5 separate regions of the Mus musculus genome follow, and regions 1, 3, 4 and 5 are each linked to region 2. A link is a contact called in public Hi-C, HiCAR-type, HiChIP or PLAC-seq and promoter capture Hi-C data. All regions are on one chromosome and are shown on one strand. The core of a region is the stretch at or near the end of the contact, and the rest is flanking DNA. Distances in the headings are between cores, read along the strand shown. Region 1 holds the start of Mnx1 (motor neuron and pancreas homeobox 1). Region 2 holds the start of Insig1 (insulin induced gene 1). Region 3 holds the start of Lmbr1 (limb region 1). Region 4 holds the start of Rnf32 (ring finger protein 32). Region 5 holds the start of Dpp6 (dipeptidylpeptidase 6).

The links. Promoter capture Hi-C pulls out the DNA fragments that hold promoters and counts their contacts. A called contact is a pair of places that touch in the nucleus more often than the background predicts. HiCAR-type assays count read pairs that join an accessible place to other places. HiChIP or PLAC-seq counts read pairs in DNA pulled down with a chosen protein or histone mark.
Region 1: an H3K27ac HiChIP or PLAC-seq map of embryonic stem cells shows a contact between it and region 2, with 7 times the contacts expected there. The contact joins the promoter of Mnx1 here to the promoter of Insig1 in region 2. A contact is called at or near these places in 3 of 39 promoter capture datasets (cranial neural crest, hippocampal neurons and second pharyngeal arch cranial neural crest) and 4 of 115 datasets of contacts at active chromatin or transcription factors (astrocytes, embryonic forebrain and embryonic stem cells).
Region 3: a contact with region 2 is called in a HiCAR-type map of astrocytes, with 5 times the contacts expected there. The contact joins the promoter of Lmbr1 here to the promoter of Insig1 in region 2. A contact is called at or near these places in 2 of 39 promoter capture datasets (the 3T3-L1 cell line and hippocampal neurons), 4 of 484 Hi-C or Micro-C datasets (B cells, CD8 T cells, Th1 cells and 1 more), 5 of 115 datasets of contacts at active chromatin or transcription factors (astrocytes, differentiating embryonic stem cells, embryonic forebrain and 2 more) and 1 of 9 other capture datasets (liver).
Region 4: a Hi-C map of rod photoreceptor shows a contact between it and region 2, with 4 times the contacts expected there. The contact joins the promoter of Rnf32 here to the promoter of Insig1 in region 2. A contact is called at or near these places in 2 of 39 promoter capture datasets (embryonic stem cells and hippocampal neurons), 5 of 484 Hi-C or Micro-C datasets (CD4 T cells, Th1 cells, embryonic stem cells and 2 more) and 5 of 115 datasets of contacts at active chromatin or transcription factors (differentiating embryonic stem cells, embryonic forebrain, embryonic stem cells and 1 more).
Region 5: a promoter capture Hi-C map of hippocampal neurons shows a contact between it and region 2, with 3 times the contacts expected there. The contact joins the promoter of Dpp6 here to the promoter of Insig1 in region 2. A contact is called at or near these places in 1 of 39 promoter capture datasets (hippocampal neurons) and 2 of 484 Hi-C or Micro-C datasets (both in cortical neurons).

The regions. Positions count from the first base shown.
Region 1 is chr5:29,473,928-29,479,726 of GRCm38.p6, reverse strand. It overlaps Mnx1 (motor neuron and pancreas homeobox 1), which reads left to right and starts at 1,257. Exons shown (of 3, transcript NM_019944.2): 1 at 1,257-2,142; 2 at 4,811-4,971; 3 at 5,496-5,799. The coding sequence starts at 1,452.
Region 2 is chr5:28,070,051-28,075,727 of GRCm38.p6, reverse strand. It overlaps Insig1 (insulin induced gene 1), which reads right to left and starts at 4,316. Exons shown (of 5, transcript NM_153526.5): 1 at 3,933-4,316; 2 at 2,057-2,181; 3 at 1,080-1,246; 4 at 567-666. The coding sequence starts at 4,290. All of the region lies in intron 1 of Gm35223 (a long non-coding RNA gene), which reads left to right.
Region 3 is chr5:29,375,072-29,381,320 of GRCm38.p6, reverse strand. Lmbr1 (limb region 1) reads left to right here and starts at 2,931. Exons shown (of 17, transcript NM_020295.3): 1 at 2,931-3,194. The coding sequence starts at 3,129.
Region 4 is chr5:29,194,597-29,199,998 of GRCm38.p6, reverse strand. Rnf32 (ring finger protein 32) reads right to left here and starts at 4,006. Exons shown (of 10, transcript NM_001289757.1): 1 at 3,887-4,006; 2 at 3,354-3,419; 3 at 1,979-2,073; 4 at 1,161-1,425. The coding sequence starts at 1,993.
Region 5 is chr5:27,045,442-27,051,001 of GRCm38.p6, reverse strand. It overlaps Dpp6 (dipeptidylpeptidase 6), which reads right to left and starts at 1,803. Exons shown (of 26, transcript NM_207282.3): 1 at 1,189-1,803. The coding sequence starts at 1,413.

The DNA of each region.
Region 1 (5,799 bases), core at 8-2,507, 1.4 Mb before region 2:
GATCCAGAGACCTGGAACTCCCTCCCACTTTCCCCTCGTGTTTGGGGAAGATACCCGAGAATGGAGCTAGCGAGAAAGCTTGATTTCTCAAACTACTTATTGATTCGTTACATTAAAAAAAAAAAGCCCCCGGAAGCGTGTTTACAGTAAATATTTGATATGTGCGCAGGCTGAGGTCTGGATTCACACTTTAATACGGTCTCTGGAAGCCCTTTCTTGATTTTCCTGAACTCGGCCGGCAGGAGGAGGCGAGAGCCTGATAGTGGCTCCCTTAGCCTGCGAACTGGCTCAGTCCGAGGGAGCAGTCCTCGGCCAATTCCCGCAAAGCCTTTTTCCTACACCCCCACAAGGCAAGGCTCTAATAGAACTTGGTTCTCACCTAGGTCCGGCTCAGTGGCACCTGTGCAAACGACCTTCAAGTCAATGTGCATCTCTGAGTTGGAAAACTGCTCTCTCTCCACTCTGACTGAAGATTTGTAGGCTTCAACCTCTAATACCGTATTTATACACACCGAAACCCTACAAACAAACATTTGCGGCGCATGATACTTTTGGGGGAGGGGCAGATAAGAAGGTTCGACCTGCTGAGGGTTAATGACAGGGACGCAAACCATCTTGAAGCAATCAACACTCAGGAACGCGAGAGATTTTGGGAAACCGAACAGTCTTCAGTGTACTAAGCTCAGGGTCCCGTTTTGGGTACCTAGTGGACTTCAGGGGTGAGGACCCACCTAGTTCCTCAGTGCAGAACATTCCACAACTCCCTCAAGGGAGCGCGAGTAGCTGGAGGAAGATAAGGCGTCCGCCTCTGGAGGAACAAGGTGTCAAAGGGACTCGGGGGGCACTCACTGGGACCCAGGGTTACTGGCGCTCACCACTCTCCCAGCAGCAAGGAAGCAGTAAGCTTGTGTTCAGCCTCCAAACTCTCCAACCTGCCTCCTCCGGCCACCTACGCTGTTCACCACCGGCTGCTTAGGACCTGGGGGCGCAGGGGCGGGGCGTCAGGCTAATTGGACCGTGACAGGTGAGCCCCTCGGCCAATCGCCGGGCAGACAGCCCTCCTCGGGCCCCCGCTGAGCGCGCCAATCCCAGACCGCCCTGAGCTTCAAGTGTGCGGAGGGGCGCGGGTCCCCACCAAGGCACCAGTGGCCTCGATGCGGTCGCTTGAGCTCTTGAGAGCAGAGAGCCGGTCTCCCCAACACAAACTCGCAGGAGCGCTCCGGTGGAAGTTCATACCAGTGAGTGGAGCGCGGTCCCCACGAGGACCGCAAAGAGGAGGCGCCTGGACGATGGTCGCTCTCAGCTGAGTTTCCGGCTGCGACTTTATTGGCAAAAAATCGCAGTAACAATACCGGCCCCAAGGCTGGCCACCGCCACGCTCAGTCTCCGTAAGCCCGCACACGACTGCATCGCCCACCCTTGGACCCTGATTGTCAGCTCCAATCGAGCCGATGGAAAAATCCAAAAATTTCCGCATCGACGCCCTGCTGGCCGTGGATCCCCCGCGAGCCGCCTCCACGCAGAGCGCGCCTCTGGCCTTGGTCACTTCCCTCGCGACTACAGTATCTGGTCCCGGCCGCGGCGGCAGCGGCGGCGGGGGGACCAGTAGCGGGGCGAGCCGTAGCTGCAGTCCCGCATCCTCGGAGGCCACTGCAGCGCCCGGTGACCGGCTGAGAGCTGAGAGCCCGTCGCCCCCACGCTTGCTGGCTGCACACTGCGCGCTGCTGCCCAAGCCCGGATTCCTGGGCGCCGGAGGAGGCGGCGGCGCGGCGGGTGGGCCGGGCACTCCCCACCACCACGCGCACCCTGGTGCAGCAGCCGCCGCGGCTGCCGCTGCCGCTGCCGCGGCTGCCGGTGGCCTGGCACTGGGGCTGCACCCGGGGGGCGCACAGGGCGGCGCGGGCCTCCCTGCACAGGCGGCTCTCTATGGACACCCGGTCTACAGTTATTCGGCAGCAGCTGCAGCGGCCGCGCTAGCTGGCCAGCACCCGGCGCTTTCCTACTCATACCCTCAGGTGCAGGGCGCGCACCCTGCGCACCCTGCCGACCCCATCAAGCTGGGTGCCAGCACCTTCCAACTGGACCAGTGGCTGCGCGCGTCTACTGCGGGCATGATCCTGCCCAAGATGCCGGACTTCAGCTGTGAGTACCTGCGCCGCACCCGGACAGTTCTCACGCGCATCCTCCTCTCTCGCACCCCCTTCCTTTTGCTCTCACCTCCTAGCGAGCTGTGGAAGAGCATCGAAGCCTCTGTGGCTCATTCCTGGGCCTGTGAGGCCTCTCGTGGGCCGCACAGAATGAAAGGAGCCTCAAATTATTAAGATGGCCACAAGCAGGCCTTGGCCTCTCTATCTCTCTTAACAGACAGGGGAGGTTGGAGGTGTGAGGCTAAAACCTAAAGAATAACCTGCAAGCTGGACAAGGAAGTGCGCGGAAAGGCTAGCCTCGATTAGGGCAGGTTTTGGGGGTCGCTGAAACCGGGGACTTATCTTGAGAAAATGAACTTTGTCAGAGGTTCCATTATAGGCTATGAAGAGACACATCACTGGGTCCAGAAGTAGCTCTTCCGTGGCCCTTGTAAGGACTCTGCCTTCCTTTGAAGGGCAAGACATTTGCATGTCTCTGTCTCTCTGTCTGTCTCTGTCTGTCTCTGTCTCTGTCTCTGTCTCTGTCTCTCTCTCTCTCTCTGTGTGTGTGTGTGTGTGTGTGTGTGTGTGTGTGTGTGTTGGTGAGGGTGGGCGTCCCTCCAAATGATGTCGAACTGGTCTGTTTGAATATAAGGTCACCGGGTCTATAAATAGAAAGTGCCTGGCTGGGAACTTCAGGTGCTCAACACCTTGGGGAGTTCCTGTCCAAGGTGAGGGCACAAAGGTCCAGTCTTCTGCATCCTCTCTGTTACCCAATAGGGACAACCTTGCGGGAGGGGGGACATTTCCGACTTCCCTGGCACATGCAGCGTCTGTGTAGGGCACCCTGGCTCTGATTTCTGCTCTGTGCCTGACTTGGATAGGGGCAAGCTGCCTTTCCTGAATGGATGGACCAGAAGATGTATATGGCTTTCTCCTGTCAGCCACTCAACACCCAAACAAAGAGACCCCATTGTTTCCGTCTGAGTGGGTTTGTTTAGACTGGGAAGATGCAGGCACTGGAGGGAGAAAAAAAGCAAAAAAGAAAACAGAAATAAACATTTGCCAGAATTCAGATTCCTCTGCTGGAAGCGGTGGTCATGACTAAACAGAGAAAGCTGGGGCCCCAGAGAACCGCAGAAGTAGCAAGGTGGTGAGAGAATCACAGCCTGCGCACTTGTTTGCTCGCAGCCACCCAGGTTTTTCCCAGCTTGGCTCCAAGAAGACTAGCCTTGTTGATCTCAGCAAAGAGGAAAGGCTCCCTTTAACCTCAGTTGGACTGCAGCTCAGACATCTCTGAAATCATTCCTATTCACTAAGTCCTAGGCAGGATCTGTGCCTGGCTGAGGAACCCAGGTTTCAGATGTCCACTATGGCTGGACTTTCCAGGCCTGAGAAGCATAGTGGTCCTGAGAAGAGCTGACCAGTGGTCAACAACAGGCCTCCATAGCTCTGGGTTTACTGGCTACACAAGTGGTCTCTGGGAGAAAAGGGATGTTTTTGTGGAGCCCAGGATCAATCAAAATCCATGTAAGTGGGATCCCTTTGCCAGAATATCCAGCCCATGATGTCTCATGGTGTGGGCATTTAAAGTATGGCCAGGTCTACATTAGGAAAAGAAAGCCAAGCCCCAGATCCCAATGGACACTAAGGAATGCAGCGGAGGGTGGCTGAATATGTTCTGTTCCTGGGACTTCCCTCTCCCCTGGGAAAACTAGCTTGGTTTTCTTTAATTGGTTGTTTCTACTGGATGGCATTTCCCAAATGATCCCTTCCAAGACAGCGTTTTAATTAGAGTTCTAATGTATTGTCAAGCTGGGAATTTGTAGCCTTGTTTAACTAAAGCAGGGGGCGTGGACCTTCCTATAAAGCAAATTACCCATCCCAGGGGAGCCTGAGCTCATCCCAGCCAGGGGCTGGCCTCTTTCTTTCCCTTGCTTTCTTTCTTTTATTGTCTAACACTTTTCGCACTCCTGGGAAATCAAGGGAAGTTTCATTTTGAGGTCATAAAATTCTCTGTGATGTAACTGTGCGAAATTATGTAAATAAAGCTGGACAGATCTCCCGGAACACACAGAAAGCCAGATCTACTCACAGCTCAACCTTTAATTTGAGTAATGAGAATCGTCCCAATAGGCTTCCAGTCCTCAGCCTTTGGCCTTAGCACTAGGAGGGGAGAGTTTGTCAACAGAGACGTGAAGACACGCAGATGAATGCCTATTTAGACTCTAGCTTCAGTCCCTATCCTTCCTTTTCTCCCTCCCCCACCGTTCCTGCGCCCACGCCCCCTGTCTCTTCTGCTTTAAGATCGTGGTGGAACCAAGAGGATGGGTTCTTTTCCAGCTTGAGGTGGGAGAAAGCCTTCCATGAGAATGGGAGCGACCTGGTCTCTATGCTTGCTAGTCCAGTTTAGCTACCCAAGCCTTTAGACCAACCCTCCTCCTGTTCATTCGGGTGGCCACTGAGCGGAGGCAACAGGCCCTTTTTTCTCAAATGAGATGAGCTCGCCACTTCCACTTCATGTCTGAGATGTGGGCCATAGGGAGTGGGCACTGAGGCTGAAGCGTCTGGAGGGTGGGCTCTGGAGGTTGGATCACGGGAGGGAAAAGGGCAGCGACGGGTGGAACACTACCTCGCCCTCAGTGGACAAATTTACAGAAGCCTCTTGCCCTTTCTGTCCCCAGCCCAGGCGCAGTCGAACCTCTTGGGGAAGTGCCGAAGGCCTCGCACGGCCTTCACCAGCCAGCAGCTGTTGGAGCTGGAACACCAGTTCAAGCTCAACAAGTACCTGTCTCGACCCAAGCGTTTTGAGGTGGCTACCTCGCTCATGCTCACCGAGACTCAGGTGCGCGCGCGCCCGACCACCCTGAAGGCGGGTGCTGATTTGGGACACTGAGCCCTAGTTTCTTTATCTTTACGTTGGGTATTGATTTTCAGCGTGAGGTTCTAGGATGCTCTGGAGGTTTGATTCAGTTAAGTTGGGGAGCAGGCTGAGAATCTGTATTTAACAAGCTATTCTGGAGGTGTCCCTCCGGCCACATTCAAAGAAGTTATTTTTCTAGAAAGGTGCAGACTTGAGAGTTTGGTGACATTGCGAGCTGCCTTGGTGCCTCGGTAGACCGAGGGTATTAAAACGCGCCCAGTTGGGGAGTTAGGGACACTACACCCATGGCGTTATTGTTAAATAGAGTAGATTTAAGGGGCGAAGACGTGGAGACGCCGCTGCCAGTCAGTCTTAGTCCTCTAGCGAAACCTCTTCTAGGGCGAGGGTAGGCCAAGGAGCAGGGGTCCCGAATGCTTGTACGCTCTCACCCTCTGGATTCGTGGGGATGCGGGTGGCCAGTTTCTCACGCCAGATTATGCCTGCAGGTGAAGATTTGGTTCCAGAACCGCCGAATGAAATGGAAACGCAGCAAAAAGGCCAAAGAGCAGGCTGCGCAGGAGGCGGAGAAGCAGAAGGGCGGCGGCGGGGGCACCGGCAAAGGCGGCAGTGAGGAGAAGACGGAAGAGGAGCTGATGGGGCCTCCGGTTTCGGGGGACAAGGCAAGCGGCCGTCGCCTGCGGGACTTGCGGGACAGTGACCCTGATGAGGACGAGGATGATGAAGAAGAGGACAACTTCCCGTACAGCAATGGTGCCGGTGCCCATGCTGCCTCATCCGACTGCTCATCTG
Region 2 (5,677 bases), core at 3,067-5,566:
AATTGCTGCCTGATGAAGAGTCTTGCTACCAGACTCTGAATTCAGCTGCCCAGTTGCCTTGAAAGTAGCCCTGGTTATAAGCACTGTTCTCTCTCCCAGGGAGAAGAGACATAGTACTCAGACAAGATGGTTCCTTTACACAGTTGTTCCTTCCAGTGCTCTCTGGATGGTTCCTTACCTGTGCATGGCTTTCGGTGTCTTTTGCCAGGGCAGTACTTGCTGACCCAAGCTGTTGGTTTGTCCAGATAAGAAACACTCCCCCAGTATTGCCTGCATCCACTGATTTTGCTAATAGATGCTTGGGAGCTCCTGACAACTGTGCTGCCTTATCTAATGGCTATATGAACCCAGAAGAACCACAGGACACAGACCAAGGCATGCAGACATTCTCAAACTCTGGTTGCTTTCTAGCATGAATCAATGTTTACAAATCTATACATCATAACTTAGGGAGGACCCAGCTAGATACCATTTTATATTTAACAACTGTTGCTAATGAATCTGAGTAAGACATGCATCAACAAGGTATGTGTCAAGTGCCTAGGGACAGCAACTGCTGCACTTACCATAGCTAACTGTCGTCCTATGTTTCCCACTGTGACACCTCCTGAGAAAAATATACAGGGGAGCCAAGAACGGATATAGAGGAAATCAGGGGACGTGTACCTAGGGAGAAAAACAAAACAGACTTAACTACGCAGGCAGCTTGTGGTCCAGGATCCTGTAATGTGGGTGAGGGAGACAATTGTGGGCTAAAGTTATCAAATGTGTCATGTTTTATGGTCACCAGACTTTCCTCTTACCAACTTATTAATGGTGAGTTGTTGTTGTTTTTTTCCCCTTGTGTAGTCTTGACTATCCTGGAACTCATTCTGTAAACCAGGCTCACCTTGAACTCAGAGATCCTACTGCCTCTGCCTGAGTACTGGGATGAAAGGCATGAATCACCCCTAATCCACCCAGCTGAGTGGTGAGTTTTCAATATGCATTGAAAAAAAGCATTTCAAGATTTTCATAAAAAACATTTACATTTTAACAGGTGTTATAAAACCAAAGTAATATTCTAAATTCGAACTTACTGGTAGACACCATTATACACAAGAAACTGAGTGATCAGCGTAGCTAGGAAGGCGATGGTAATCCCAAGCCCAAGGCCGCTTCGGGAACGATCAAATGTCCACCACAAACCCAAAGAGAGGGCTGCTAAAGTCAAGGACAGCTGGACATTATTGGCAAAATCTAATTTCTAGTGATCCAAAAGTTAAGGAAGCATTTTATAATTTATCATAAGAAAAAAAACCCCTAAACCCCAGAATTACGTACAGGGTGTATCACTATATAGTAACTGTCTGCTTCTAATGATGGTACATGACCAATCCCAAGACCCCCAGTGAGGACCAGTCAGAGCGCTGGCTTCTAATAGTAAACTTTCTGACAGCTGGGAGATTGCTAAGAATGCTCTCCTCCCTCCTTTACTTTTCAGTGAGTGGAGACAGGCGGGCACTGTCTCCATGTTGTCTCTGTGTCCCCTAGGTAGTAGGTAAGTTGATTCAGTGCTTGTCAGTGAGCACTCTCAGAGCTGGCTGGCAGGAAAGGAAGGCCCCAAGTGCAGACACAACTTCACAAGATCTTTTACTCTAAGTTGCTCTAGAAACTTAGCATTTGAAGAGTTTACCATCAAATTGGTCATTTTCATAGAAAATGCATAAAACCACAGCAGCCTACACGAAGGGCAAAATGTCAGCTATGGAAAGTAGAAGCCCGCAGGGACCTCCTGACCAGCCTTGGGCTCCTGTGACAGAGAACAGGGACAGGGCTCTCACTACCACAGAGCACATCAGTGGGGTAGAAGGCAAGAGAGAGGACAAAAGTCCACTGAGCCACAGTAAACCTCTGCTTCTACTCTTAGTACAGAGGTCCTAGGAACGGAACCCCAAAATTCCTGCCACGTGAAAGCCAAGTCATACTCTGAAGCTCAGGAACGAGGGGACGAGCAGTGTCAATATACCCTGCCACAACCCAGATGACCCTCTGCACAGACACCAACTGAGGATACGGCACTGGCGTGGTTGATGCCAACGAACACGGCAATACAGCGCATAACGCTGGCCCATTCTCTCTTGAACTTGTGTGGTTCTCCCAGGTGACTGTCAATACAGGGATACAGTAAACCGACAACAGCTGTTTAAAGAAAAACAAAACAGGATTAGGATACACTGGTGAAAATCAGTCCTTGTGTGGTCATTATTAGTAGGATCCAAACCACTTATTTTCCTCGGCAGTTTGTCACCTGTAGCACAAAGTATTACCTTACATACACCTGTAAGAAAAGGCTGTGGGAAGGCCACCCCACACTGCTCTCTTTTTCTCAGCCTTGACCTGGCCCCAGTGAAGACAAGTCTCACACTGTGAGGAGGGTAGGGTCTCAAGAAGGGAGAGAGGCTGGACAGGTCTCCTCGAGTTTGTTTTCGCATGTGTGAAATGAGGATTATGTAAGTAAAGTGGAGGGCAAAGAAGGTTCTGTGGTTCTCAGAGTTAGGAACTGTCACAAACACAGATTGGACTCCAAAACATTTGGACAGCAGAAGTTGGGCACTCCAGAAGACACAAAGAGAGTAAAACCCAGGAAGGGAGGGACTGTCTGCAGTACAAGTGGGAGCAGTCTCATGGACACAGGGCACAAGACCTCAGTCAGGCTGCCGTCCCACCTTGTCCAGTGTGAACACAGGCACTCAGCCTCAGTGGTGAAAGCAGTACCAGTCCAGCCTCATATTCAGATGAGAAACTGGTTTACTGGGTTCCCTTAAACTTTCATCACAAACATGATGCTTCATGTTGAAGATAAACTTTCAAATTCAAAGAGCCTTAGGTTTCATATGTAAGGAAAAGAGAATTCAAATCTCCATCTTATTCCCCAAGGAACTTTTAAATGCTGGGGATAGTAGTTTGGTGGCAGATGATTTGCCTAGCATGAATGAGGCCACCCCCAGTCCAAAACAACCAAGAAGCACACAACTGTCATGTGGCTGACCCTCATAATGCTGCAGGTGAGCCTGAGAGCAAGCAGCCTTGGAAATCAACAGTTAAGTGTCCTGCATCCTACATTTAACCCATGACTCAGCTACAGCACAGCACCCAAGCCCAGCATATAAAGCATAGGCAGGCAGTCAATAAAAGCTGGCTTCAAAGCAGACAGGCACTGCTCCTGCTGTCCTGTGGCTGCAGATTGGAGGAAAGATGCACCTGAGCAAATACTGCCCACCTACACAGGACAGGACAAGGACAAGCAGGGCTGAGGGGGGAGAAACACTTGACAAATGGTTATCAACGCTGTACACTGTAAACTATGCAGGATCTGTTGGACTGTAATTACTCAACACTTTTGGCAAAAAGCAGCAAAATGATCAAGGAAAGAAAAAAGACTGTGGCACTGTTACAAGTTTCGTTGGGCCTAAGAGGTGACACCATAGGTGTGCTTAGGCCCAAAGGCTCCTTTTTTCCTCCTGTCCCAAGTCTACTGGGCACGGAGTTCCAGAAGGTTTGGCTGATAGCCACAATCTGCAGAAGGCAGAGAAGTCTGTCCCCTGGCAACTGCCTCTTGAGCGCACGTGATGGTTTGTTTTCAGTTATCCAGCGAGGTAGCACGTTTGCTCAGGCAGCCAATAGCTGCGTGGTGCTGCCCTCACCAGTTCTCCAGGCGGCCAATCCTGGCTTCTGGCTCAACGAGACAGCTGCGACTCCTCCACTTAAACTGCCAATTATCTCCTGACCTCATCTCCATCACTAGTCCCTCCAACTTCCGCCTGTCGCTCGCCAACGTCTGGGGTTTCCTACCCTCTCCGTTCTCCTTTTCTTGTAACAAGGGTGACTTTAACAGCTGACGTGTCCCTTCATCCCCCTCCCCCACCCCAAGAACAAGGAAAGGCACTCACCCGCTGCCGTGCCACAGCACGGGGGCACCCACCAGGCGGAGGAGAAGATGGTGGCTATCACCTCGTCGGGGAAGAGCGTGACATTCCGCTGGATCTGCAGCAGGTTGAGCACCAGGGCCAGGACCACGCCAAATGAGAAGAGCACTAGGCTCCGCTGCACCAAGTCGTGGTGCCAGCTGCCCGGCCGCGCGCTGCATCCTGTGGTTCCCGCTCGCTGGCCCCGGGGCGCGTGCTCGGGTTCGGGGACTCCGGGGCCCTGCGGACAAGCGGCCGCCGCAATCATGCCTCGCGGGAGGCTGTACGGCCTCGCAGCGCCCGCGCTTGGATAGTTCCAGACGTGGTCGTGCAGCCTGGGCATCGGCGTCCAGGCACAGCATGGAAGGTACACGCCACGACACTACACGTACCGCGCCCGGACGGCCCAGGAGCGGCCGCGGCCCCGCGCGGTTTCCGCTTATAAGGCAGGCTGCCACCGGAGCCACGTGACCTCACCCAGCCTATCCGCCGCCCGCGCGCCCTGCTGGGGGGCGTGTCTTCAAGCGGCCCCGCCCTGTCCGCGCGCCTGTCCGCTCGGGGTCTGGTGAGGCCGCCGGAGCCAATGGGAGGAGGGCGGCCCATATGACGTATGCACACGCCACCGGGGGGGTGGGGCTGGTGCCCGGCACGCGCTCGAGCGCGCGCTATTCGGGCAGGCGCCGGGGCGGGCACCGGAGCGGGCGGCCAGCGAGTCAGATGGTCCGATGCTGCCCTATTGCGCTGCCGGACCTCGGTTTCTGAGATAATGAGGTCCACGCAGGTCCGAAGGAAAGGACCCGGAGCGCAAACCCTCCTGAGTGCTTAAAAGACCTGGGATCGCTTGGGCTGGCTGCTAATGGCAAGTGCTCTGCAGGTTCACAGCTCAGACCAGGGCTCCCCTAGCCAAGACGCCACCGGCTAAAACCACAGGGTGGTGAGCAGGCCTGAAAAGGCACTGTGTGTGTGTGAGACCTTAGGTAAGGAATGTGGCTTTGTGCCAAAAGTGTAAAACAAAGTCACCCTCCTAAGCAGGCTGTTTCTCAGAGATCATGGGGGCTGTCATTTTCCCAGCGTGACACGGGTGTGGAGACCTGGCTGTCTTTCCCTCACAGCCTGTCCACTCCTCTCTTAGGCGGCTCTATGCGTTGTTTGGAAGAGCTTGAAGCAGTTTTGACTTCAAGGAATGTTGCAACTTGGGTCTTCGCCATTTTCCACACTCTGGCCAGTCCATGCATGTGAGGTTTCATGGGCATACACACACGGGGGTTGGGGACATCAGTACTGTATGGTGTATTACAGCAACATGGGAGCCTTTTTGACAGCAAGAAAGCAGGAGGGCCTGCCCAGCTTCAGCTGATAGGAAATTGTTAAAGGCAGTGAGTCTCTGCTGTGGGATGTAGCAGGTGCTGCCTCTACCACCCATCATCAGCTGCAAGTACTCTAAACAGATGTTGAGAAAGCGACACCTGTGTAAATACACACAATTTTGCCCCCAAGGAACAGACACATCGCTCATAGGAAACTTGGCCCTAAGGAACAGACATGCCAGTCACTTGCAGGAAGCTGGCTTGATGGGACAGTCCCAGACCCTGCACCCACGCCCCAGCACCAAGCATCTGTCTTGTGAGCACTGAGATGTAATTCAGTCCCTTTTTCTCAAGCCATTTTGCTTGTCTTTACAGACTCTCCCCCGGATTTTTTTCCTCTTGTTATAATTCTTACCAAGTAGG
Region 3 (6,249 bases), core at 1,682-4,181, 1.3 Mb before region 2:
AAATTTTTTGCTTATGCTTATGAGTTCAAGGTCAGCCTCAGACAAAGCTAATTTAGGTCCAGGTATAGTCAGAATGGTAATTTCAGAGAAGGGTCCCACCCAGCTATCTTATTATCTTGCGGTCCCTATCTAAGAATCAAGGGGCTGGGGTCAGGTGGTGTTGATTCAAGATATAATCAAAAGGGAACCTGTGATAATGACTGAATTGATGTTTAAATAAAAAAGAGACTTTGTCTGCAAGAGATGAGCTATCCAGAGAGTTTTTTTTTGTTTTTTTTGTTTTTTTTAATATCAAGAGAAAGCTGTCTCAAGCAGAGCAGAATATAGAATACAATCTGAAAAGCTAAAGCAGAACACACACACACACACACACACACACACACACACTATAGAGACAAGAGAGGGGGCCGGGAAGGAGAGGGAGGGGGAGGGGGAGGGGGAGGGAGAACGCTAGTGAGCAATCTGGAAAGCCAAAGCTGTTTTGAGCAGAACACAGGATGTCAGTCTGGACTCACACTTTGACTTTGAGTCATTTGCTTTGCAGCTCTCAAATACCCCTTCTCTCAGAACCCCTCTCCAAGCCGAGGCTGGTCCTTGGCAATGTAAGTATATGACATATACATATGTAATATTTTAGGTATAAATATAAAACCCATGGTCTGCAAATGAGTACAAAACATGCCACATCTGTCTTTGTCTTATAAGAGGGATGTGGGGAAAGGGTGGTTCAGTAGCAGAAGTGATGGGATGTCTAACTCCAGCTTGCTTGAGACTTCTTTTTACTGGGTGCTGGAATCACTAGGGGTCACAGGAAGAGCAAGCTCTAAGGCACAGGCCTTCTCCCAACACTGTCATCATTTTGATTTTCCCACTGGCTGGAGCGAGTTACACAATCAGGGCCAGATTCAGGGTAAGTGGTTCTCACTGGAAGATAAGCAAAGCCAGAGAACAGAGATGTGGGCCAATGTGCTGAAGAGGTCAGCATAGGAACTTTGGGAAGGTCATGAAACAATCACCCCTCCAGGAGAGGCTAATTAGCATTTTTCAGACCACAGGGTGGAACCAAACCGAGGGTGGGGACACATTCAGCAGGACTGACCATTGCTCACCTTCAGACAAGGGAAGACCTTGTCACCTCATTCCCTAAAGACCAATCAGTTTAAAGGGTGCACTGTTCTGCCAATCATATTGTGCCTAGTTGCTGATGCTCTGTTCTGCCCCTGGAAACCATATAAAAAGTCGCTGAACTAGTGCTGGGGGTCGTCACCTCTCCTTCGGGTCTGGGACGATCCCAGTGCACTGGAACAATAAATTCCGATTGCGCCAGGTGTGGTGGCGCATGCCTTTGGTCCCAGCACTCAGGAGGCAGAGGCAGGCGGATTTCTGAGTTCGAGGCCAGCCTGGTCTACAGAGTGAGTTCCAGGACATCCAAGGCTACACAGAGAAACCCTGTCTCGAAAAACAAACAAACAAAATAAATAAATAAATTCCACGTGGTTCACTCAGGGGGTCCTCGGTAAGCTAAGGCTCCCTGGAGTCTTACAGTGCTTGGCAGGGGAGTGGTGTCCATTTTTGAAGTTGGTTATCTTGGCTAAGTTTAAAAGTGCCAAAGAAAATGAAACAAATAAAACTGAATGAAAGCTGGGTAAGCTTCCATGAATAGCCCTGCAACAGAAATGTAAGGGTTTAAATGGTTGCAGTATTCAATTGGAAAGATGTGAAATACTTTCTGGAATATCTGCCCCAGAGCTACACACCTCAAAAGCTGATGTGTTTATCCTTTGATTTGGACAGATTAGCCCAGGAATCATCCAGATCAGTTCAGGTGGGTATTTAACCTAGCTCCCAGAACGCGGTTGTCCAGGAAAAAGGTCTTTTTCCTTGTTCTTTAGGGCTGAGACATTTAAAGACACGTCAAAGGCAAACTGGTTTGAATTCAGACACGTTGTTGCTGACTGATGAGCCTGCTGTATCGGGAACACACGCTGGGAGCAAGACTCAGGTTCCCCAGGCTCTTCTACCAAATGAACCCAGAATCAAAATTGCAAATAATCCTTTTAATTCCAGCTGTTTTGGCCCAGGCCTTTAATCATGACTCCCCGGAAGCAGAGGCAGTCGGATCTCTTGAGTTTCAGGACAACCAGGACTGCATAGAGAACCCTGTCTAGAAAATCCAAATCAACCAACCAAATACTCCTTTAAATTCCAATTTTAAAACAAAAATTGCATAATGAAGGGAAATGGCTGTGTTGGCATACTTAGTCGTGCCTCATATCAAGGGCGTTGTTTAAGGCCTACAGAGGATCATTAACCATCAGAGCCCATCTTCAGACCTGGGGGCCCTAGGCTATCTCAGTTCTCCAGGACAGCGGCTCTCCTATCTCCGCAGAGGCAGAAGGACTTCAGAGTGCTAAGCTGCAACGGCTTTCCCGCTTTGCACTTGCTTGGGAGAGAAATTTTCCGTAGTAGGCCCTAGGTCTTTAAGGTTGGTCGAGCCCAGTGCTAAACTCAGATTCTGAGAACAAGGGTGGAGCAAGGCGTGATCCAAAAGCCCCGGGGTGATCCAAAAGCTTCAATAAACAAGTGAGGGCGGGTGCACCTGTGCCCGGATCTCCAAATCCCGTTCGCACCAGGGCTTCCGCCTCTAGACCTCATCCCCTGCCTGGAGCTTCGGCCCGCCCTTACTCTGGGCAATGACTAACAAGGCTGGACCACAACACTTCAGGCCCAGCTCCGAGATTTATGTCCTGCTGCAGCACGCGTCAGAAGGCCACTTCAGTCCAGGACCCTAAAAACCCCGCCCCCGTTCCTCCAGTCTCTCTCCAAGGCGCCTAGCGACCTTCGGCCCAGCGCCCCACGCGCAGAGGCGCTCTTCTCTGACGTACGGCGCTCTCAGAGTGACGCACAAGTCCCGCCCCGACCTCAAGCCCCGCCCAGGCTGTGGCCATTCCCCGCCTCTTGTATCTTGAACCGCTTCTCCCTGAGCTCAGGCGGCGTTTTCCGATCCTGCTGCGGTCTAGGTGGCGTTTCTGTCCGGCCACGAGAGACTGTATAGCCCCGCCGCCCGCGGGCAATGGTGCGGCGGAGCGCGCAGACGCGGGCGGCCCTGCGGTGGGTATGAAAGGAGGATGGAAGGGCAGGACGAGGTGTCGGCGCGGGAGCAGCACTTCCACAGCCAAGTGCGAGAGTCCACGGTGCGTGGTCGGGCGGTTCCCTGGTGCTGCGCCGCGCGTTGGACCCAGGAGCGCAGCGTAGACCAGCACGGTCCCATAGTTTCTTCCCGGACCCTTCACGCATGTTGGCCTTCCAGCACCCCACTGGGTCTGCTGCAGACTGACTCCGACGCCCCGCATCACTTGAGACCCGTTCACCTGCTCCCCATCTTCTCACCTCTGTCACCTCCTGCTCTGTCACCCTACTGCTCTCTCCTCTTGTAGGTCTCCCTCGCGCCACCAGCGTTCTCTCCCCTCCTTTCTGTCCTCTCCTTACCTATGTTCCCTCCCCTTCATTCTAACTTCCTATCTTTCTCCTGTCACCTTTATACCCACCCACCACCCCGTACCTATGTCTTCCTTCCGCTGCGTCACCTGTGCTCCTCCCTTTCCCTGAGCTCCCTCCTATCATTTCTGCCCGCTTCCAGTCACCTGTGCCCACCTCTGGTCACCTGAGTTCGGCTCTCCTCCCAACACTTGTAGCCCGTCATCATCGGACCTCCTCAGTCACCTACACTTAACCTGCGTCCATTTCTCCTATACTCTCCCTATGCGTCCATTCAACTCATCTGCACCTTTATCATCTGCTTCACCATCTTCACCTGAGTTTATCCCGCATCTCCTGCTAACTGAGGGTATAGGGTGATGGGTGGCTGCCTCTTTTCTTCTAGCCGGGCGTGGTACCTGGTATCTGGGCTGAGCTTGCTGTGGCTCAGCTGTAAGTACAGACACCTGGCTTCCCAAGCTTCCAGCCCTGCAGTGGCTCTGGCCTCCCACCCGCATCTCCCTATACTCACACCCTCTCTAAACCCCTCTATCCAGGACAGAGTTAAAAACTTCCCGAGGAGTGTAGACAAGTCTTTCGTAGGAAGGGCGAGAGCAGGAACCTACAGTGCTGTCAAACAACTGCTCTGGAAAGGATGGACCCCTTTCATCCTGCTGTTTCTAGCAGGTCAGGAAGCCAGCTTGGCTCCCTAAGGTCTCTTTTGATGAGTGCCTTTCAGGATGCCCTACACTATTGTAAAAGAATTAGTTTGTGTCCCCATAACTCTGCAAAGTATGTTCAAGTTACATATTTGCATTCACCTCTCTTCTAGTTCACGTTCCCCTCTCAGTCACACCCTTGGTTTGAGGGAAACATTCTGGTTCAGTTTGTGCAGTTACTGATTTTGAAAACTGAGAACTGGCTTGCCGAGTCATACTGAAGTAAGAGGAGATGCATTAAATCTGAGTTGATAGAGTTTAGTACAATGTAGTTGGTTAATTTTTATTTTTATTACTTCTTTGATTATTTCATACAATGTATTTTGAGCACATTCATCCCTCCCCAGCCCCTCCCGGACCTCTCTCCACATTCCCAACTTCATGACTTTTTTTTTTTTAAACCATTTGAATCAAATTTGTGCTGCCTTTCCATGCTTGGGTGTGTGGGCATTTATCGGAGGTTATGGTTGACCTATGAGTAGCGCACTTTAAAAAAAAAACTGACTCTTTTTTAGCAGCTGTCAGTTGTCAATAACTCCTCAGATAGGGGTGGGTCTTCATGTTTACTTCTTTCTTCATACTGAGATTTTTGACTGACTTGGGCTTGCCCAGGTTTTGTATGCATTGTTAAAAACCACCCTCAGTTCATTTGTATAGCTGCCATAACTGGAAACCCTGTCATAACTGGAAAACACTGGTTCTATATGGACATCCACTGCTTCTGGCTCTTACAATCGTTTTGCCCCCTCTTCCACAATTGTTTTAAATCTCAGGAAGAGGGGAATGATACAGAATTCCTATTTAGGGCTGAGCATTCATTCTGTAGCCTCATATTCTTTGTACCTTGGCCATTTTGGGTCTCTACACAGAAAGCATCTCTGATGAAGGTGAAAAGATGCACTAATCTCTGGGTTTAACAATAAGTCATTAGGAGTTAGTTTAATATGGTTTTCAGTTAGCAATATAGTAGTAGGTATAGATATAGGTTCTGTCCTAGGGTCTATGACTCTTTACACACAGAGTCTTGTCTCCAATTACAGTGCCAGGTATGAGGTTCATTTTGTGGAGTGGACCTTAAAGCCAATCAGAAAGTATTTGGCTACTCCCACAAATTATGCTATTAGGAAGGAATCTATAATTTTAAGTATGCCCTAGATACATTTTCTACAAAACATACTTGACTAATCATGGTTTCAGATGCAGAAATAGAATTTTGCTACCTTGCCAGAGACCCAGGCTTTCTCAACAGTTGTAACTTTTATCTTCTCTAAGTGTAACTGCTGCTCTGGTTTCTAAGGCTATAGGTTAATTTTGTTTTATTTTAAAAATTCTTTTATATGTATGAGTGTTTGTTTGTACTTATATCTGTATATCATGTATGTGCATGATGCCCATGGAGTCCAGAAGAGGGCATCAGATCTTTGGAACTGGAGTTAACAAATAGTTGTGAATTGTCATGTGGCTACTGGGAACTGAATCTGGGTCCTCTACCATTGAACTACAATGTCAGCCCAGAGAAGTGGCAGGTTTACTCATTCCTCTGTGCCTGGTGCATCTGGCGGTGGACTTCTGCTAGTTTCTGAAAGTTTTCTCAGGGTGGGTCTGCTCTGACACACTCAGGAATCTGAAATATGTATGACTGCTATGGTAATACAAGTGTATCCTTTTTAAGTTCTGAGAGCTGTTTTTGGGAAATCCTAGTGAGCACAAGTAGATCTCTCACAATTCTTGGAAATGGGCTGGAATACCTGTATTACTCCTTGTTTTTAGCATATTTAAGGTGGATGTCTAATTATTTCAACAACATACATTATCTTCCTCATTGTATTGTCCTTGTGCTTTGTGAAAGATCAGTTAGCTGTATTATATGGTTATAATTCTAGCATTCCTATTCTGTTCCATTGGTCAGTACTTCATTGATTATTATTATTTTTATTTTTGATTTTTCGAGACAGGGTTTCTCTGTATAGCCCTGGCTGTCCTGGAACTCACTTTGTAGACCAGGCTGGCCTCGAACTCAGAAATCCACCTGCCTCTGCCTCCCAAGTGCTGG
Region 4 (5,402 bases), core at 2,757-5,256, 1.1 Mb before region 2:
TAGTCACCCAGATGTACCCAACACAGGAAGTAAAGCGCTTCCTTCAAGTGGGAAAGGGGAAAGTTTTTGATTTCACAGAAAGCAATTGTGTGCAGAGGTTGCCAAGATAAGACGAAATCGTCTATGTGCCAAACTTTAAATATAGAAAAATAGATTCCCAAGAATTTTACAATTATATTTCTGCAATACTCATATTGGCCTATGGTGGGATCGGCGGGAAGAGGGAATTTAAGGCAGCTTGAACCACACAGTGAGACTTTCTCTCAAAGAAAAAGTTCTGGCCCCAAAGATAAAGTGTATTAACAGGGATCCAGTTAAGATGGAAGAGACACTAAATTTGTGGATGTTATTCAAGCAAATGGCAAAGTGTTTCATTCACCAAAAAGCACCGAGGCTGTGAGAATTCTGGCAAGAAGTTCCTCAGAATAAGGAACATGGAGACAGTCAGTTCAAGTAAGGATCACCACACAAATTCTCGGAGACGTTTGGGCTGAGGAGTATGAGCGCCATTGCTGGCCTATGCACAGCTGGAGACACTGCTGCCTCAACCGGAGGGAGCTTACAGAGGAGGGACACCAACCAACGCTGGTCTCAATTCAATGGAACCAGGCTCTTTTAAAAGAAGTGAGATGGAAACTACATTTACAAAACAAAAAGATACAGACAAATGCCTGTAGTCAAGGCACTCAGGAAGTTGAGGCGGGGAGATTAAGAGTTGAAGGCCAGCATGGGCTATAGAAGGAGACTCCCAAAGCCAAGAAAAATATGCAAGGGAAGGACAGCAGGACTTCAAAATACAGAGGCACAAATCCAACTCTGGCAGTATGTGGAGTGCCACAGGGCACATGACAAAACCAGGCACAATGTACACACCCAGGAATTCAGACTCACAAAAGCAAGTCACCTGCCCCTGTTGCTGCAGCGTAGTCAAAGAGTATTGCCAACAGCCATCTTGTTTATGGACAGTTCTCCAAAGTGAAAAAAAACCTTGGCAGATGAAGAGTTGGCATTAAAGCCTTATTAACAACACTCTTGGCTGCTAATAAAATGAAAATGTCATGGTTGTCTCTTTACCCCAAATATAGCATTGCTTCAGCCTGACAAGGCTACACTGGGTTAATTAGCATTAAGCCAAAGGAAAAAAGATCAGGTTAGCTTACCTAAAGTTAATGGTGGTGGTGTGGGGTCTAGAACATATTCCTTCTCTGGATCTTCCATGTTAGGACCCTCTGTAGATTTTCTAAGCCCAGTATCTATGATGGCTGTTGCATCTCTTTTGAGAGATTTTGACTTCTTCTCTTTCTTTCGTGCTTTTATCTTACAAGGATCTGCTACCGAGAGATGTCCAAGTTGAAGATCATGTAATAGGTGGTCCTGTAAGGCAACTGCAGTGACTGCTAAGTTACCTTTGTTAGATGAACGATCCTAAAAACATGGGAGTAGGAGGTCTTATTTAGTGGACCAGCATGTAACACCATTTAGAAGAAAACGGAGGCCTTGTTGTTCCCTGGTGGCAGATCACCAAGTCAGTGGGAAGGAATGTCAGAGCAGTACCTAAGCAGAGCAAATCCCAGGCCCAACATCTATGGTAGAAATAAAGGGCAATCTTTCCAATTAGTTACTGGAGCCTTAATTATAAACCAATAAGTTCAAACCTGTGGGTGCTTAACTAAGACCCTGCTGTTTTGCTGTAACTAAATTAGACTCCAGGCAAACCTTAAAAGGAATCTTGCTCTTAAGTATAAGCTCTCTGGTGAAAACTTAAACATTTCTTGCAGGACCAGGTCCCTGAGCCAGGAGATGTGTGCAAGCAGCACCCTGAGACTGTCTGTTACCCATATCACATGCACCTCCCACTTCTGCTCACAGTTTCCCCAAGATCACAAGGTTTGTAAACTATTTTTATACCTGCAGAAAGTCCAGCTAGGCTACCCCCTGTAAATAAAAGCATGGGTCTGTTCTCAGGAGGATGGAGTACCTTATTTCTTAGCATGCTGTATCAGGAATCAGGAAACACTGTGGTGTGGCTTTAACGATCTCTAACATCACGTTACGATAACTTCCATTCTTCTGCTGTAACAGAAAGTAAGAGTGCATGTAAACATCCAAGTCTACGAGGGCTCTGGGGATGGTAAAAGGAATGCCAGCCACAGAGCAGCGTGAGCTGCCCTGTCTAATTTACATAGTCCTAACCCAATCCAGCCCTGTCCTCAAAGAGCTTACCATGGTACTAGAAAGAACAATCTAGAAGCAAAACCAGAGTCTTAGAGCAAAGTCTTAGACCAAAGTGAGACACTAAGTAAATAAACAACCCTTGAAGACAACATTTAGCCCAAGTCTTAAAGAGAGAAATGTGTGTGCTAGATGGCAGGAGCAAGAGCAGAGATGCCCAGGAAAGCAGCATGCTGTTTGTGTTTTGGCAAGAAGGGAAACAATGAAGAAGATGGGTGTATGGCACATGCCGACTGCCTTCAACCTGGCCAACACACAGGCGGACAGAATATGGGGGACAGATACCGAGTCCCAATCTGCTTTCTACTTTTTTTGGGCAAGCGACTTAAGCATCTCTGGCTTAGTTTTGCATTTATAAAAAAAAAAAAACCACAAAAATGCTGACATTGCAGGATTATTATATTAAGAGAAAACCTCCTTAAGGGCTTCCAAGGGACTGTTCTGCATAAGATACTCATAAATGGTGACTGTTGCTCCAATTCCCTTAAAAATGAGGGGACAGACTGGGTATTAACCCTTCTAGTTTTGGGACCAGGCTGTCCATAATATTCTACAGTGGAGAGAAAAAGCACCTTTTAAAAAGCAACCTAAGGGAATAGTATCAAGGAGCTAACTTTCAGAAAGGTGCTCACAGAGCAGCTTAGGCATTCATGCATACATGGGGCCCTGGGTTCTAACCCCAGCACTGCAACACACACTTGAAAAGATTACAGGAAAGTAAGTCCCATAGGAACTAATGTGTGAGACACCTGATTTAAGACAAAGAACCAGCAGCTGTTCAGACCCTTCAGAAGCCTAGGGCAGTTTTCAATGTGCTCACGTTCCCCTTACTTCTCAGTGCTGGCATGGAGATCTATGAGAGAAGTTTGTATGCAGTATTCCTTACCGTGGCCTTGGCTGGAGGAAGGCATGTAAAATACTAAAGGGTCACTGTTATTATTTTCCAAATTCAAAATGCCTGTAATTTGGCAACGCCAAATATGCATCATAAAAAAGTTCACTTTTTCAACAAGATTCATACCATCAGTAACCATAGGTAGCTACTTAGTCTACAATTTCACCAGGTTTTTATTGTACCGTTGTAACTAACATCAAGGTAAGAGCGTTAAAAATTGCCTTACCATAGTCCCATAGTATTAGCAAACTGACAATTGAAAGGATAACGAAACGTGTCAGATGTAGTCCAACTGTATGAGAAAACATAGAGAAGAGGTGACCCGTTAGTTTAGCAACAGGTGAGAAATACACAACCTCTGCCTGGCACTGACAGCCACAACAGCAAACTGCCTGTTTGTAATTAGCTTGCGCACGGTTAGGAGGCTGTGCTAGGTAGGAAAACACAGGACTAGGCGACAAGACATTTAATCACCAATTGTTTTCAGTGATCAGAAGGCAATTAATAAACGCGTCAATAGAAATGCACTGGAGAGATGGCATATAAATTTAAAATACGCCCCCAGAGACAAGAGAAGTCGTTGGAAATCTGGTCCGTGAGGTCCCTCGTTATATCACAGCCTTGTGCAGCGCAGGCAGGATCCGCGGACCGACCACAGCGACCCGGACCTCCCGCCCCAACACTACCCCGCGTTCGGCTCTCGCTCCCTTCTCTGCACCAGAGCTTTATACTTCAGACAGCGCTGCGGGACAAACTCACAACGGCCTTTCCTGTCCCTCAGCTGCACCTTTTCTGAACGGCTCCTCGTTGCCACGGCAACCAGCGGCCTCTGCGCTTCTAGGTGCGCACGCCCGCCGGCCGGCTCCGCCTGGCTCTCAGTGCGCATGCTCGCAGGTCCCCCCTCCTCCCCCCCCCCCCCCCCCCGCAGTCTGGCCAGACATCCCCCAACCCCCTTCATCTCACCTGCTGCGAGCGGCTGGCTCCGCCCGCGCTTACATCATGGCTCCGCCCCTCGCGTATCGTCAGCGTCCGGCGCTGGTGCGGTTACGTCGTCGTGAGGCGCGCGTCCTAGGCGCGTGGAGTGGCGTGCACGGGCTCTCCCGTCTCTTCCTCGGACGTGTGGTTTTTGAATGGCGTCCTTTCCGCTGCCCTCCAGCCAGGCTGCGTGATGCGTCCCGAGGATGCGCTGACCCGTGCGGCTCTTTGGAGTGCGCTTTCTGCTGTCCCCTCAGTCGAAAGACTTGATAACGGCCCCTCGACTGTTTTGCGAGCTGTGTGGCGTCGCCATCCGCCCTCCTACTGTTGTCACGATTGTGTCTTGGCTCCCGGTATCGTGTGGCCTGTTGTGTGTTGCGGGATGCAGGCCTTTTCACGTTCGCCCCTTCTAGTGGCTCCTTCCAAGATCTAGGGTCTCAAGGCTTCTCTGAAGGTGAGGGTGGAGAGAGGTGTCCTTGCGGCTCCTGGCCTTCTGCACTCTGAGACATTGCCTCCTACCCCTCTTAAGTCTGCATCCCCGCGCTGTCCTTTGAACCAGGCTTGATTCCCTGGGGTCCTTTAAAAGTCTTTCACTTCTTGGTGCCAAGCAGAAATATTGTATTGATTTTTCTCCTGCCTGGAATGCCTTTTTGTACTTTAATTGTACATAATTCACCTGGAAGTGCAAAGAAAACACAAGAAGGCGAGATCCTCCATAAAGTAAAGTCTACAGAAGTTACCGAGCTGGAAGATTGGTATTCTGTCACTAAGAAGTCCCAAAAGTCATTATAAATCTGGTACACATGATAAGTCTCTGGAACAATATAATTTTAAACTCCACTTAAAAGTTACAGATTTTTTTCTTGGCAATGAACTTTCTGGATTGGCTCTTACTACTTGAAGCTTGTAGAAGCAGATTAATAGCAGGCCAACTGTTTTAAAAGTCAAATTCACAATGAGTTAGTTATGAATTTTCACATGCTAGTTCAGGTGCTTTCAAGAAGTAGTATAATCTTAGCTTTTGTTTCAGTGAGTGATGCTTTTAGGAGAGCAGTAGGCCCACCTTTGTGCTCTCCTAAGACTGGTTTTTATTGAAGCCTAAGAGGGTAAAGCTTTTGGATGCCATTAGCTAGACCTGAGTTTAAACCTACATTTAACTCTTTGGATGTCTGAATTTTAACAAGTTGCTTTATTGTCCTGAGTTATGGGCTTCTTATTTTCAAAGGGGCCTTGTTGCATCCTGTCATTGGACATCTATTAATTACCCCAACAGTAGTCCTGGTCATTATTCTGTGACTGA
Region 5 (5,560 bases), core at 554-3,053, 1.0 Mb after region 2:
GCATGGCCTCCCTGGTCTTGTAAGATGTGGCAATTGAGACCCCCCAGTCCTATGGAAGGATACATCATTGCTCTGTGCAGATCTTTTGCACCAAAAATTACTAAACACTGAAGTGTTGCTACTTGAGACCCTAGATGTTTCACGGGCACACTTCCTGTTTCCTCCAGGGTTATGGGTTGCCCTGCTTTGCAAGAGTGAAGGAGACTAAAAGGCTTGGGCAAAGACCCAGGAGCTGCAGAATCACACTGAAAAAGGACCCCAGTAACCCCACAGATACTGCACTGCTGTCTTTAAGGGCCTGCCTGAGGACTCACCTGGGAGTTGTCTTCTGTCCCTGGGAACAAGTCTCAGGAAAATCACTCCCTGAAAGTCCTAGTGGTACCAACTGCTGGGAGGGCTCAGTACAAGACCTTTGACCCATTTCTGTGGCCACTCTTACCCTGAAAGAATCCTTGATTGCTAGGTGAATATGCAAATTCAGTCTTTGAAGCTCAGACTTCCAGCCTCAATAGTAAGAGACCCCTCTGAGAACTTCTTTAGGAAGGAGCATGGTCCAAGTTGAGTTGCTGGATCACAGGCATGCAGCCCCAATTAGTATGCGTAGTGAGAGCTTTATTGGGTCTGGGTCAGAGGCCAGGGCTCTAAAGCCAGGACTTCTTTTTTATAAGAGCACCATAGGTCTAATCCTTGGGTGTAGAGAGAAGGTGTCTGGGGACAGTGAAAGGGGGGCAGAGTGGAGAGGAGAGGAGGGTCATCTCGGTTGGATAGTTGCTGTGACAAGTGGTAGGAAGAGAAAAGCAGCCTGAACTAGCTGTTCCCCGAGCCATAAAGCAGAAAATTAAACTAAAAACACAACTCCACGCATACACACATCTAATTCCCTGAGAACCACAGCAGGCTGCCGTTACAAACAGACATCTAGTGAATTCCAAGCATAGTCCACATCCCAGCAGGCGCAGCTCCAAAAACCTTCCTGCTACCAACTCCTGGCCACCACCGCAAAGATCTGCTCTGGACTATGATGACTGAGATCAGGAGCCAAGGAGAGTGTCTGAGCACGATCTGGCACATCAGGAAGGAACGCAAAGATTGGCACAGGGGACCCAGAGACCCTGAGGAGTAGTCAGGCCCGTGCATCCCGCCGATGCTCCCACCACCACCGCCACCCACCCACCACGATGCTCTTACGTCCTCCTCGTCACAGTCGCTCCGCGCCTGGTACTGGAACCGGGGCCGGCCACCAGCACCGCCGCGCTCCCTGGGCGCCACCGCCTGCGCCTGCGGCCCAAGGGGCTTCGGGCCCGCGTCCTCCTCGGGCCCCTGGCCACCCAGAAGGCGACTGGCCTCCGGGGGCGCCGGAAAGGAGCGCGAGGTGTTGATCTTGCCGGTGAACCTTTGGTACAGCGAAGCCATGGGCCGCCGTGCGCTGGCTCACTGGTTAGGATGCTTCGTAAAAAAATTTCCTTTCTCTCTGTCTCTCTTTCCACTCCCCACCCCCTCCAGCAGAAAAGCGAGAAGGGGGAAAAGGAGGCGGTGGGGAAAGAAGAAAGGCGAGCCCGGCCGCTCCGCGCCACACGCGAGTCGAATCGCCTGGGTGTTGAGCGACTCTGCCTGGCTCAGCTTCTCCGCCCCCTCCCCGGCAGCGCAGAAGCCAAGGGTCGGAGTGATCGCTTTCTCTTTCTGCTTTTTTTTTTTTTTTTTTAAGTCCTCGCCATGGCCATGTTCGGCCTCACTAAAGAGGAAAGCAAGATACCAGAAGCACACTAAGGGAGGGGACATGTCTAGACCCCATTATTTGGCACCAACTAGATACCAGCTCCTCTTCTCATCCCCGCCCGGCCCCTTACAGCTCCTCCTTTTCCTTCTCAGTAGGGTAGCCAGCTCCCGCTGTAGCGGTGGCACCAGGGAAGCTCCAGTCCCAGGAAGACTCCTTCTCATGTCAGTTGGGTTGTGGATGGGGGTTCAGGGCTGGGGCACTCATAGATGGACTGGAGGCCGTGTGTCCCAGCGAGAGAGAACAGCATTACAAGAGGCCAGAGCTGAGCAAAGAAACCTTAACTGCCTTGGGGCCCCGGGGCTTCCGGATCGTGGCTCCCATAGCATCTAGTTTGGGTTGCAGGGCACAGCTGTTTTCCAGTGCCTGACAGGCACTCCCGCCTAGTAATGTTCTTCTGGATTTGGGGCTTTGCTTAACTTTGACAAAGACCCTGGAGAGCCTGGGTAGAAATGCAGTTGAAGGGCATAGGAGGAGCCACTGAAAAGAAGGAAGGCCTGTAAAGTGTAGGCTCAGGGAAACATTTGTTCCCGGACCCACCTTCCTTCATCACCTAAGATTTTTTTTATTAAAAAAAAAAGATATATTTTCTTTTGATCATCTGAAGAAGGGAAGGGCAAGTCTAGAACAGGCAACAGAACTCCTGGTTAGGCTTATTTCAAGCCTCATGAACAAGGCCTTCCCAGAGTATGTCTGGCTCCAGCCTGCCTGTCTTTGTGTAAATACAGGGGAAACGCTAAAGCGCTTGGAAGTCAGCAACCTTTCCAAACCTTGTTCCACCCCATTTTGACATTGAGATGCAGTGAGAGGGGCTCTTTGACACTGAACGCTGTGCAGCACATAGGGCTTCCAATAACAAACTCATTTGGTGCATTCGAGCGTGCTCAAGTGCCCTCGTGTGGAGAGATGCGCAAATTGTGTCTGACTGTTAGTCTAGGCCATGTCTGGCATCTCCCTCTACTTGCATCCTGGATTCCTCCCTGTAGGCTTCTGGAACCCTTGTTTTTCTTGAGCCTCTGGGCACTACTGGCTTTTGGCTGCTCCACCTCCTTCTTTGTCCCCTGATCCAGGCCTTAGAGGCTGAGCTGCGATAAGCTAGCTCATTCCTTACACCAGCATCACCATGGGTTGGGACTTTGGAGAGACTCACAGGAATTCTAGCACCTGCCCACAGTCATAGCTGCCCCCACCACACACACACACACACACACACACACACACACACACACACACACACAGCCCCCCCCCCACACACACAGCCCCTCCCGCCCACACCTACAAACACAGTGAGCCCATTTGATGTTGCCCACTACCCCGTGGTGTTCTATGAGCCTTCCTAGCTTCCCTGTCAGTACTGAGAATTTTTAAATCATAGGGGAGTTAGTGACTCAGAAGGCCTAGGACCTCAGACCCTCCCTGGCTCAAGCCTGGAGAGAGCCTTACAGAACCCTCGGTGGAGGAAGTTGTGCTGCCCTGTTTAAGCTTAGCTTTCTGCTGTAACTGCCTCTCATTCCTTCCAGCCTTTCTCTCCCAAGCTCTCAATGTGGATGTTCATTTTCCATAGAATTTTGTTGGCCCATCCTGTTCTCTGCAGCTGTTGAGCCCATCACGAATAAACAGCTACTAAAGCACATGAGAGACATTTCCCTTTAAAAAGAAATAGGAAGAGATTGGGGCTGCATCCCAGCCGCTACTCCCACCACGCCACATTCACAATAACCACTGAATAAGGACATTAAACTAAAAGTGCCATCTAGGAAGTCCTGGCTCCCAGCTCTTTACATGGAAGGTTGCTCTGCTAGCACCTTGGAAGGGCAAGTCCTGCCTTACAAGGGTTCATGTCCAATGCAGTCAAGGATTCTAACATTACTATTATGGATGTCCCTTGGTCTTCCTTATTATATAAGAAGGACACATGTACAGGTTTACACAAGCAGAAATAACCTTTTATATAATGTTAATACACTTATGCAAAATGTAGAAATCATATAGGCTATGGTATCCAAAACATTATAGATAAGTGCCTGTTAACCATTGTGAATTAATAATAGAATTTTAAAGAGCTAGGATTTTTAATATTTTTTGTAATTATGTGTTCTGCATGAGTATGTCCACACGAATGAGGTGCCCTTGGAGACTGGAGGTGTCAGATCTCCTGGAGCTAGACTTTCCAGCAGTTGTGAGCTTCCTGATAGAGGTGCTTGAATCTCAACTCAGGTCCTCTTTAACAGTGTGTGCTTAACAGGTGAGCCACGTCTCCAGCCCCAAGATTGAACCATGTATTAATGATGAGTTCAGTAAGTTGATAGAAAGGGTGTGTGTGTGTGTGTCTTGACATTCGAGATTTATTTTCTCTGATGAATCTGCAAATATTCAACTTTTGTCAAAGTTTAAATTCAAGTTACTCTGAAAACACAGATTATTCCTATTTAAACATATTTTAAAACAAAAAGCCATAAAAACTTATAATCAGAGAAGGAATTAAAGTAACATTTTCTGTCCAGAGAGGCAAATCTGGAGCATGAACAGGAGAAATGGAGAAGATGGGAGGGGTGGGGGAGGAGCCAGAGCCTGGCCAGGCTGGCTTGAAAGAAACAGAGGTCAGGGAGAGCTGTGTGTGTGCAGAGCATCCCTTGGTACACTGATGGAGGCACACAGCTGAGTGGAGACCTTGGCCATAGTCATTTTCTCCTCCGTAGGGAGCACAGAGCACACAGGGCCATTTTAAGGGACTGTGAAGCCATGAACTTATGACAAAGTGCCTGCAGACCCAGTCTTCCCCTAAATCCGGGCACACAAACTGCACAGTACATGTAGAGACTGCAGCACTGCATCATTCCCTGGGCAAGACTAAGCAGGTTAATACGGTACTGTGAGTGAGGTAATGGGAATTTAGAAAATGATAAACTTATTGCTTATCACACATAATTAATCAAGTCTGACCTCTGGGAAACCCTCCCCAACAATGTAAGGAATGAAGCATTATGAGGGAAAATAAAGTCAGAGGGCTTTTGACTGGATCTTGGAGTCTTAGAAGGAAACAGGTCAAAGCTCCTTTGCTCAACTTGGCTTTGACCATCTCATTTGTGAAATAAAAACTGTGAGCCAGTTGAGATGGCTCAGCAGCTACACGGGCGTATTTACGACCAAGCCTGAAAGTCTGAGGTTAATCTCCACGTTCTACAAACTGATTTTTATAGGTTGTGCTCTGAGCTCCACAAGTGTGTTACAGAACACATACACACACACACACATGGAGAGACAGAAAGAGAGAGAGAGAGAGAGAGAGAGAGAGAGAGAGAGAGAGAGAAACAGGTATAATACAAACATTAAACTATAAAACTCTTAAAAGAACCAGGGAAAAGAATGAGACAAACTTTTCTACCTAGGAGGGACAGATGTGAGGCTTAAACTGTACTGTGGTGAATGGATAACATATTCTGGCTTATTTGTGGGCTATTTCATGTACAGATTTGCACTCCTTTTTACTGTTTAAAACCAATGTCAGCCTGCTCTCTTTTCTCTGTTGTGCCTCATGATTGTTTCTGTGTACACTGATCCCTGTAACGAACATGAGACCCCATAAACAAGCATGAGCTATCAGCCAATCCAGCAGATGCTACAGATGTTTTAAACTGACAACAACGGAACCTCCAAGACTCTTACCCCTTCTGACCACTGATATTGGTGCTATAAAGTGGCCACTGTAGCACACCCTGAAAGAGCTTCTCTCCCGAGGCATCAGGCATCTGTCCTTCCAGATAACAGCACTTTGACCTTCTAGAT